Regions from separate parts of the Manis pentadactyla genome. Here region 1 is linked to region 2. Evidence: chromatin contacts called from public Hi-C data. All regions are on one chromosome and are shown on one strand. The core of a region is the stretch at or near the end of the contact, and the rest is flanking DNA. Distances in the headings are between cores, read along the strand shown.

Region 1 (4,744 bases), core at 1,297-3,796, 270 kb before region 2:
TAGGAGGGCGGAAACTGGTTCTGAGATCAAACAGGCCAAGGATTACTGTGTAAAATCATCTCTGTCTCACACACACACACGCTCCAATGCAAAGTTTCACTTTTGTCATGTGTCACTCCTTCCTTCCCAATCCTCTATCAGTCTCTTTCCCCTACCTTTAATGCCATATCTTTCCCTCTCCCAACTCTCTCCTTATATTTCTTATGTCTTCTCTACTTCCATATCACTTTCTCCACATTCTGTAAACTACTCTATCTGCTGTATCTACCTGTGACTTGCTTTCCTTGACGCTCCCTTTCCCTGGGGTTTAAACCCCTACAAATGTCCCTGATAAGCATCAGTAACAAAGTATCAATGACAGCAGGAATGTGCCTTGCCCCAAGTGGCAGGACAGACCCCAGCCCTGTGTTCCACCTACTACACCGACTTTTCATCTGCACGGATGATCTGTGCCTCCCTCCTACCCCTGCTTTTCCCCTCGGCACCTTTGTGGGCTTTCCGCTTCTCCTTGCATCTCCTCCTTTTGTGGTATTCCAGCATCCACGGTTCTCCTTTTTACCTTCCTGATTGGTCCCTCTCTGCTTCCATCAGTCATTGCTGCTCCTTTCTGCTCATAAATGGTTGATTCTACACAATGTTCAGATTTCAGTTCTTCATCTACACCCTGTTAGTCAGGTAGGTGGAGCCATTCACCAAATGGTTCCCTCCTTTGTGATTGCTCTGCTATCTGCCTTCTTGGCCATAAAGAGCAGGTCTTCATTACACTCCCTCAACATTTACTGAGCATCCGCCTCTATGCTGGATGCTGGGATACAGAGATAAACAAGGTAACCTGCCCTCAAGGTTGAAGTACGAAGAAGAAATGATGACAATATACTACACTGGAAACACATGGTTTTCTGGAGGAAAGCCAAGAAAGGCTTCACAGAGTGGGTGAGCTTTATGACTAGGAGTCCTCTCGTGTTCAGACTGAGGAATTTGTATGACAAAGGCAGTGAAATAGCAAAGTGGGATCTGGGTACAAGAAATTAGGTATTGATTAAAACATGAGAAGAAAGGATAGAAGGTGAAGCAGAGATAGGGTAGGAAAGGCAGGTTTTATTCACTCTGAAAAGGAATTTGAACTTGACAAGTGAGAGCAACAAAGGGCCAGTGACTTTTGAGCAGGAGTGTTAAGGTTGAACTTTTTTTGTATTGTACTCTGCCCTCTGTATAAGGGAAGAGGAGGAGCAGGGAGACCAGTGAGGGTGATGGTGGTCTGCATCAAAGTGGCAACAGTACCGGTGGAGGAAATCAGATGAAAGTGAATTTAGAGGTCAAAACACCAATGCTGGTAACTAACTGGATAAAAGAGGATGCAAGAGAGAATGAATCAAGCGAAACTTCCAGGATTTTGATAGGAGTGACAGGGTGGCTAATGGGGCCATCCACCGGGATGAGGAGGAGCATGTTTGGACATGCTGGGCATCCGAGCTGCCCCATCTAGGCGGAGCTGAGCACTGGGATCTGGAGCTCCAGAACGAGTTACCCGGTTGGATATAACGGAAACTTCAGAGAATGCGCTGCGGATTCTCGCTCTCCCTCCAGATGGCACTACAGCCCTGCGCTACTGAGACCCGTTTACCGAGCTGCTCGCTCCCTGTACAGAGAGTATTCCGCTTCTCCAAGGACGCGCCAACTCTAGGTCTCGCCCTTCTTCTCCCTGGGCAAGATTTAGCTGATGATCCAAACCCGGAGCGGCCTGCGGAGAGCGTGTCCAAACTGTCCACGCGACCAGCACCTTCATGGGCGGCTCAGAAACCTCAGGGCTGGTGGCATGGTTGGTGTGACCACCTGTTCCTCGGGCCGCCTCCAGGAACCAACATTGGTGGGGAACGCGGGTAGAGGAAGGGCCAGATAGGCAATGCCCTCAGCAAGGATGCAGAGAAAGAGGACCACCAACCCCAGACACACAGCCCGCTAGGAACGGAATTTCCTGTCCTCCAAGGCCATCCCCGCGTGAGAAGCGTGTAGCGGACCCTTTAAGGCTCCGTTTCCCTGCCCTCTCCCGCCCGGGACAGGCCGGGACACCCGGGACCTGACATTTGGCTTTTCCCAAAGTGGGAGCTAAAAATAACCACTGTGGGTTACTTTAGGTCATTACTCCTCTCCCACCTCGCGCGCCGGCTCGCACCCTCAGCCTCAGGTCGCCGGAGTTCTCTACCCGGATGGCACACCTAGCCCACAGCCTCCCCTCAGATCCTGGGACTGCAGCCCGGAAGCGCAGAACTTTTAAGTAGCCTCTTCAGCGGGAACCTGGCCTGGTGGGCGGAGTCTTCACACGAAGGGGGCGGGCTCTTCCGTACTGCGAGGACCCGTTTCTCAAAACTTCCCAACCGATGGCGGGCGGGAACCCTGGGGCAGTGTCTCGCCGGGCGCACCGAGGGGGCGTGGCCTCGCTGGCCAACCCGCTATCTGGTGCCAAACTCTATATCCCCGGCTTAGGGAGGGGGCGTGGCCTCCTGGCCAATGGGTGATGTGAAGGGCGTGGCCCTTGGGGGCTGCAGGGGCTCTGTGTCTTTTCGCGGTCACCCTGGCTTTGCCAGATTCCCGGGAACCCTTCCGCTCTCTGGATCCTTGACTTGTGGCTGTGGATGCCATCAGGCCCGCCCTCCGCACATCGCTCCGGGACCCACGTCGCCCCGGCGCCCTCCGCCTGCCAAACCGGGGCCGTCGACCCCCAGTCGCCTCCCTGTTAACTGCATCCCCTGCGCCGCAAGCTCTTAAGAGAAGATGCCCTCTGGCTTTCAACAAATCGGCTCAGAAGTAGGGTTCGGCATGCGGGAGCGGGACGGGGGCACGGGTCCGGCTTTTCTCGGGGTGGAGTCGCCTTTGGGGTCAGCTAGGGGGCGGTCCCTGCACAGACGCAGGGAATGGAAGTAAAGGCCTGGCTTTTTATACCCAGGCTGGACAACCCGTGACTGTCAGGTAACAATCCCTCTAAGAGGCTGAGTGGGTCTGGGGTACCTTTCGGGGACACGAGTACACCTGCATTATGCGAGTCTCGGCTTCGCCCCCTTCTGGGGACACTGCCCTCGTTACAGCCTGCGAAAGCTGATCCAGGAGAGTAGCCCTCCAGGAGCTGTCCGTCTGTTCCAGCTAGCGGGAAGTTTTTCGAGGACCAGAGCCTCTCTGTGGGCCCCCACCCCCACTCGTGGCTGTCCTCCAGGACGCTGAACTTTCCCTTGGCTCCATGGTTGGTGGAGGGGCTGAAGGGAGTGTCAGCCCCCCCTCCCCCAGCTCAGGTTTCCGCCTAGAGACAGTCTGTGCCGCCAGCGAGCGGCCACCACCGCCACCGCCCCTCACACCACCTTCCCGCCCCCATCTCTTGGGCATGACTCTCCCAGGCAAAAGCCGGGCGCGGCCCCCCGCCCTTCATCGTATCTTGAGGGGGAGGACAGGCCGGGGCGGAGACAGAAAAGGCCACCCCAAGGGCCTTAGGCCTAGAGGAATGACCTCGATGTCCTTTTTGGAATTGCTCTTCTTGAGCCTGGTGGGGGCCTCCAGGAGACAGCTGAGAGAACCTCCAGAGGGGAGGGAAGAGGACAGAGGCCGATAGTGATAATGTACTTGTCATTTTACAAACCCAGTACTGTCAGGGATACTGTTAACATTTGATTTTGATTTTCACACTTTTCACTGACAGGCAAAGCAGGCACCATCAACTGTATCTCCCTTAACCTAGCGGAGACCTAGGTTAAAAGTGGAAAAGTGACTTGCCCAAGGTCACACAAATCTAAACTGTTAAGGCAAGCCTGCCCCAAGGTCACAGAGGAATTGTGAGACTTAGGTCCCCAAACATTTCTCTGCCTGCTGGGCTCAAAGATCTAGTTTCTTCTCCATACCCTGGTTACTGTAGGGTTCTTTTTGCTTCTGTTTACATTGAGATCTTCATGCGATTCCTAATATGGCCCCTTTTCCTTCGCCTAATATGTTGGATGGAGCCCAGCATCTTGAGGCCTCGATTGGACTTGGGCCCCTGGGGAAAGGAAAGAAACCATGGTTCCGTGTGCTTTTCCTCCTCTCTGCTTCTGCCTGCCCAGGAAGGGGAACCCCCTCAGCAGCGAGTCACTGCTACCCTGGTCCTCGCCGTATTCTCTGCTGTGCTTGGCTCCCTGCAGTTTGGCTACAACATCGGGGTCATTAATGCACCTCAGAAGGTGAGGGGCCTGCAGTTGGCAGAGTGGGGATGCCCAGAAAAGGATGTCTCCCAGGGACACCAGGGGTGAGCAGAGAGGAAAGGGAATCACTCCTTTGCTGTCCTTCCAGGTGATTGAACAGAGCTACAACGAGACATGGCTAGGGAGGCAGGGTCCTGAGGGACTGGGCTCTATTCCACCAGGCACTCTCACCACCCTTTGGGCTCTCTCCGTGGCCATCTTTTCTGTGGGCGGCATGATCTCCTCTTTCCTCCTTGGCATCATCTCTCAGTGGCTGGGAAGGTATAGGACTGGAGGGCAAAGGTGGGGGGATGGGGAAGGGGCCCCAGCCTGGCACCCTAACTCTTACACTTCACTCTTTGCCTGCCAGGAAGAGGGCAATGCTGGTCAACAATGCCCTGGCTGTGCTGGGGGGTGCCCTCATGGGCTTGGCCAATGCTGCTGCCTCCTATGAGATGCTCATTCTTGGACGGTTTCTCATTGGCGCCTACTCAGGTACCCAAGGGCACCATGGCCCTGCTCAGTGCTGTGGTCTCCTTCACCAT
Region 2 (5,510 bases), core at 1,817-4,316:
TATGTGCTAAGTGTGGAATGAAGACAGGAAAGCAAGTTTAGGATGGAGGCCCATGCTTCATTTTGGTCAGGATGAGTTGAGGTGCCCTGGGGCTATTCCGATGGAAGCTGTGAGCAGGGTGCGGAGGAGCAGGAACTCGCAGGCCTGGAGATTCAGATGGAGTCTGTGGGGTAAAGGCTGAGGTAACCTATATGTGGGAATAAAAATGCCCAGAAAACAGTTTGTTTTCCTTGAGAAAGTAGCAAGGACAGAGCCCTTGGGTTGGCAGAGGATGAGAGACTGGGGAAGGCAGCTGCGAGGCTGCTGAGATGCAGCCAGTGAGGCCCAGGAGAGTGGTCTGTGAGTCCGAAGAGAGAATGCAGGCCACGTTTGCCTCTTTCCCGCTGTCTTCCCACTGGTGTTTGCCAGGTGCCCACTCAGAGCAGGCCCAGACCCAGGTGCCAGGATACAGTGGTGGATAAGACCATTGTCCCTGCCCTCTTTGGGGAGTCAGACCCCAAATTATCACATACATCAATAAAGCAGACAATTTCCCACGTTGGTGACTGCTCTGAAAGACACAGGTTGCATACTGAAGAGATTAACGGAGGCAGGGAGGGGACTGGCTGTTTGAAACTGGGTAGGCCAGGAGGGTCTCTGTGTTGAGACATCACTGACAGAAGGTGCCAGGCTGGGGAGAGAGTTCTGGGAGTAGGAAAGAGCAGTGAAAAGTTGTGGGACAACCAGCATGCTGTGTGGCAGGGACAGAAAGACCAGGGCGGCTGGAGTCTGGTGAGTTGGACGGATGTCAGATTAGATGGGAGAGGACAGTGCTGATCTGTGCAGGACCTGGGAAACCACTCGAGGTTCTGCTCTGTCATTTTATTGTTTTATTATATTTATGTTTATTGTCATTTTATCATCTTCTTTGCAATTTGCAATTACCCTAGCCCTAGACGTATTTATGTTTTGGTAACAGCTTCATTGAGATACACTGCACATAACATACAATTCACCCATTTAAAGTGTACAATTCAGTGGTTTTTAGTATATCCCCCAGTTGTGCAGCCATCACTACAGTAATTTTAGAACATTTTCATCACCTCAGAAATTCTGTACCCTTTAGCCATTGCCCCTATTTCCCCCACTTCTCCCAGCTCTAAGCAACCACTCATCTACTTCCATCTCACTATACGTTTACTGGACATTTCATAGAAATCACACAGTGTGTGGTCCTCTGTGACTGGCTTCTTTCACTAAGCATGTTTTCAATGTTCATCCACATTGTAGCATTTCTTTTCATGGCTGAATAATATCCCATTGTATGGATATACCACCATGTTCCTTATCTTTCCATTCATCAGTTGATGAACATTGAGTACCACTTTATTATTTTCAATTTTAATAATCTATTGTATGATTTAAGTACTGTATGCATATATTCTCAAAGTAAAGATGCAAATAATACACAAAATATAAAAAGCTCCCATGCTTCTCCAGTCCTGCTCTTTTTGGCAGATGTGACTGGTGACAAGTTGCCCTGTATTGTTCTGGTCATATGCATTGGGTTTCTTCACGTAACTTCCTATTGCACCCTGAGCTCTGTAGGCCATGGCTCCTCCTTGCCCTGGCCTGTCTGTATATCTTCTGGGTAAGGCCGGTCCCAAAGGTTTATGAACTCAGTAGACCCATGGGGAGTGTGAGAAAGTCCTGTAAAGGGACTTTCCCCTATCTCTGAACATCCACATTCAGGTGTGGACGGGACGGTGAGTGGCTGGGAGGAGGCCAAAATCAACAGCTCCAGCCCACTGCGCTATGACCGCCACAGCGGGGAATTTATAGTCACCCGGGCTGGGCTCTACTACCTGTATTGTCAGGTAAGCCCCACCTGGCTCCACAGGTAAAGCAGGAACTTAGAGAGACGGGTTTCGTTTAGTGGGTGGGGGGCAAGGTAAATGTGGGAGGGGGAGTTTGGGATTTGGGCTGGATAGGATACCTGAGTCTCTTAAGAAAATTTAAAATTGAGTCCGGGTAAGCAGAAGCCTGGACTTTGCCCACCCTCTCCCCAACTTCCCCACCTCTCACCCTGTCCTCACCCCCACCCTCCCCTCAGGTGCACTTCGATGAGGGGAAGGCTGTCTACCTGAAGTTGGACTTGCTGGTGGATGACACCCTGGCCCTTCGCTGCCTGGAAGAGTTCTCAGCCACGGCAGCGAGTTCCCTCGGGCCCCAGCTCCGTCTCTGCCAGGTGTCTGGGCTGCTGCCCCTGCGGCCAGGGTCCTCCCTGCGGATCCGCACCCTCCCCTGGGCCCACCTCAAAGCTGCCCCTTTCCTCACCTACTTCGGACTCTTCCAGGTTCACTGAGGGGCCCTGGTCTTGGTGGATTTCCCAGGCCGGGGCTGCCCAGACAGCTCTCCAGCACCCGGGTCTCCTCAGCCTCACCCTAGGCTGCTCCTCCCCCCCAGACCCACCCCTCCCTCTGTAGGCTGCCAGGGCTTGTGCACGTGTTTTCTATGCCACATAAATATCCCCATTCTCCTGACAACTCCCCCTACCTCTGACTCTCCACCTCACTAGCACCCAAACCCGATTTTTCGACGCCCCATTTATCTCCTGACTCCCCTGGCCACAGCCCCCAGGACACTGTTTACTGTACTCTGGGTGAGGATGGGTCCCCAGTACCCCTCTTCAGGTACTAAGAGAGGCTGGGTCTAGGCTGGGAGTTCCCGAATGTGACGGCTAAGAGGACAGGCAAGCTCCGCTCCTGATTCCCTGTGGATTTTTTTTTTTTAAAGGCCCTGCCTGCAGGCTAAGTGCCGGAAGTGGGAGCAATGACGGGAGGGGATGGAAAGTTGAGGGCGGGCTGCATTTTCCCTGTGGATTTTAAAAACAGATATTATTTTTATTATTATTGTGACAAAATGTTGATAAGTGGATATTAAAGAGAATAAGTCATGGTCTCTCTCTTTATTGGGGCTTAGGGAACATGCTCAGGGTAGCTGAGGGCCATGGCAAGCGGGTTTGGGCATTGGGGAGTGGGGTGCAGGGCACCTGGAATTCCAGGGTGACACACAGGCTTAGAAGTGGGGACCCATATGGCTCTAACCCCTGAGGCATGAATAGAGAATGGAAAGGCAAACTGCCAGGAAAAAAAATCAATCCTCTGCCCAAGGTCCAGCAGAAGCAGCCTCATTTACCTAGGAGGCGGGCTTCCTCCTGCGGGGAATCCCTGGCTGGGAAGAGCAGGGGCCCTTCCTCTTGGCAGCCTCAGGACATTCAGCAGGTGCTGGCACAAGCCTTGGCTGGGATGTGGGGTGGGAGCAGGCCTGGAGGGGGCTCAGGCTCAGAAAGCAGGATGCTGGAGCCCAGGAACATGGTAGCCTGGGCCCCTGGGTCCAGGGGCAGAATCATACAGTGGTAGGGTGCTTGGGGCTTCTCTTTCTGTCTTTGTCCAGAGCCTTATGTAAGAGTGTTTCTCGGGAAACAGGAAGTCCAGCTTGCCAAGTTCAGCATAAGGAGCAGTGCCGGCCTTATTCCAACACACCCGGCCTGGCCTTAACCCCAGAGCTCAGCCAGTTTCTTGCTTCCCCCACCATGGTTCTCCTTCCCACTGAGCCCCTCCCCTCCTTTCCCACCTTCAGTCACTCCTAGCAAACCTGCCCAGAGATCTCTCCTGTGCCTCATTGAGAGGGTCTTACACCCTCACCTCTTGACCCTCAACACTGCCTGGTTGTCCCTTCATCCCTGCTCCTGGCACCATGCCCACAGCCAGCTAACCTTCCCTCCCCCACTTCTGGGGCCGCCCAAGGGTTCCTGTGCTCTGGCCGCTCCTCCTGGGTGTCACTGGCAGCCCTGTCCTTCCTAGAGAGACTGACAACAAATTCTCCTGAGGCTGGAGTTGGGGGGGAGGGTCTCAAGACAACACTGGCCCCACAGCAGGGTGCCAGGAGCACCAACAGTGCCCCTAGCTTGCTTTCCTCCTCCCTCCTTTTTATTCTGAAGTTCCTTTTTATTTCTCCCTTGCGTAACGCCCGTCTTCCCTTCTGCAGCACTGCCTGCACCCCCACCCTCCCTGCCACCTCCTTGCCACCCCATTCCTGAGGCCACAGCTGTTGGCAGGGTTCCTGGCTCATGCCAGCCTCGTCTTCTTCCTTGCTAGCTCCCAAAGGGCCCCCGGGAGACATGGGGGGCCCAGTTCGAGAACCGGCACTCTCAGTTGCCCTCTGGTTGAGTTGGGGGGCAGCTCTGGGGGCTGTGGCTTGTGCCATGGCTCTGCTGACCCAACAAACAGAGCTGCAAACTCTAAGGAGAGAGGTGACCTGGCTGCAGAGAACTGGAGGGCCCTCTGAGAAGGGGGAAGAGTATCCATGGCTGCACCTCCGGGAGCAGGTGAGTGAGGGGAAAAGGGTACCTGCAAGAGAAGAATGGTGGCAGGGCCTCGTCTGGGCCTCTTGGTCCCAGGCTCCTGGTCTGCAAAATTTCGAGTCAGGGCAAGAGAGGGTCCCAGGTTTGGAGGTCAAGGGAGCAGCCATTCCAGGAAAGGGAATTGTTAAAGATTAGTGCTTCTTGTACCTAACAGATCCTGGAGGACAGCCAGCGCCAAGACTCAGGTCGCTGGGGAGTGGTGCATGAAAGATGCAAGGCATTCCAGGGTGGAGGAGTGGACAGGGGAAGCAGGACTGGGGACAAAGGCTGTCTGGGACCCTTGCATCTTAGCCTAACCCTGCCCCTCTTTCCATAAGCAGAGCCCTGATGCCCTGGAAGCCTGGGAGAATGGGGAGAGACCCCGGAGAAGGAGAGCATTGCTCACCCATAAACAGAGGAGTGAGGCCTCGGGATTCGGCAGCAGGGGTGGGAGGTGATCACATAGCCAGGGATTCGGAGACTGTTAGCTGGAGCCAGGATGAGGGTGGAGGGCTAACAACAGGGTTACTGGGATAGATGGGCACTGCTGAGACTTCCTCCTTCTCTCCTCAGAGAGGCACTCAGTTCTGCACCTTGTTCCCATTAACATCACTTCCAAAGGTGAGCACTATTTTAAATAATGGCTTTTTGAGGAGGGCAAGATCTGGGAACTTTGGGGCTGGCACCTGGGCCCAAGAGAATCTCAGAGGTGAGAAGTACCTGAGAGGGCATGGAAATCCTGACTGGCACACTCCTCACCTCCAGAGGACTCTGATGTGACAGAGGTGATGTGGCAACCAGCTCTTAGGCGCGGGAGAGGCCTGGAGGCCCAAGGATATGTTGTTCGAGTCTGGGATGCTGGAGTTTATCTGCTGTACAGCCAGGTAACCCCAAATATAGAGACTCACATGGGGGCTTGGAGGCCTGTTCTCCAAGAGCCTGGATGCCCCAGTACTGAGGGTTTCCTACCCCTCTGCTCATACAACTTAGAAGACCCTTCTTCATTTCTTAGCTCCCTTAGCAGGACTCTGAAGGCCTCCCAGAAGCCATGTCACCCTGTTTTCCTCAGCCTCTCCTCCCTTCCCTCCAGGTCCTGTTTAATGATGTGACTTTCACCATGGGTCAA

Evidence for each region. A called contact is a pair of places that touch in the nucleus more often than the background predicts.
Region 1: a Hi-C map of fibroblasts shows a contact between it and region 2, with 7 times the contacts expected there. The contact joins the promoter of SLC2A4 here to the promoter of TNFSF13 in region 2. A contact is called at or near these places in 2 of 3 Hi-C or Micro-C datasets (fibroblasts and skin fibroblasts).

The regions. Positions count from the first base shown.
Region 1 is chr4:136,084,324-136,089,067 of mManPen7.hap1, reverse strand. SLC2A4 (solute carrier family 2 member 4) reads left to right here and starts at 2,546. Exons shown (of 11, transcript XM_036896071.2): 1 at 2,546-2,805; 2 at 4,083-4,199; 3 at 4,309-4,481; 4 at 4,570-4,694. The coding sequence starts at 2,773.
Region 2 is chr4:135,813,610-135,819,119 of mManPen7.hap1, reverse strand. It overlaps TNFSF13 (TNF superfamily member 13), which reads left to right and starts at 3,066. Exons shown (of 8, transcript XM_036896033.2): 1 at 3,066-3,263; 2 at 4,140-4,369; 3 at 4,726-4,804; 4 at 4,958-5,005; 5 at 5,150-5,268; 6 at 5,475-5,510. The coding sequence starts at 4,163. It overlaps TNFSF12 (TNF superfamily member 12), which reads left to right. Exons shown (of 7, transcript XM_036896041.2): 6 at 1,732-1,856; 7 at 2,093-2,936. The coding sequence ends at 2,344.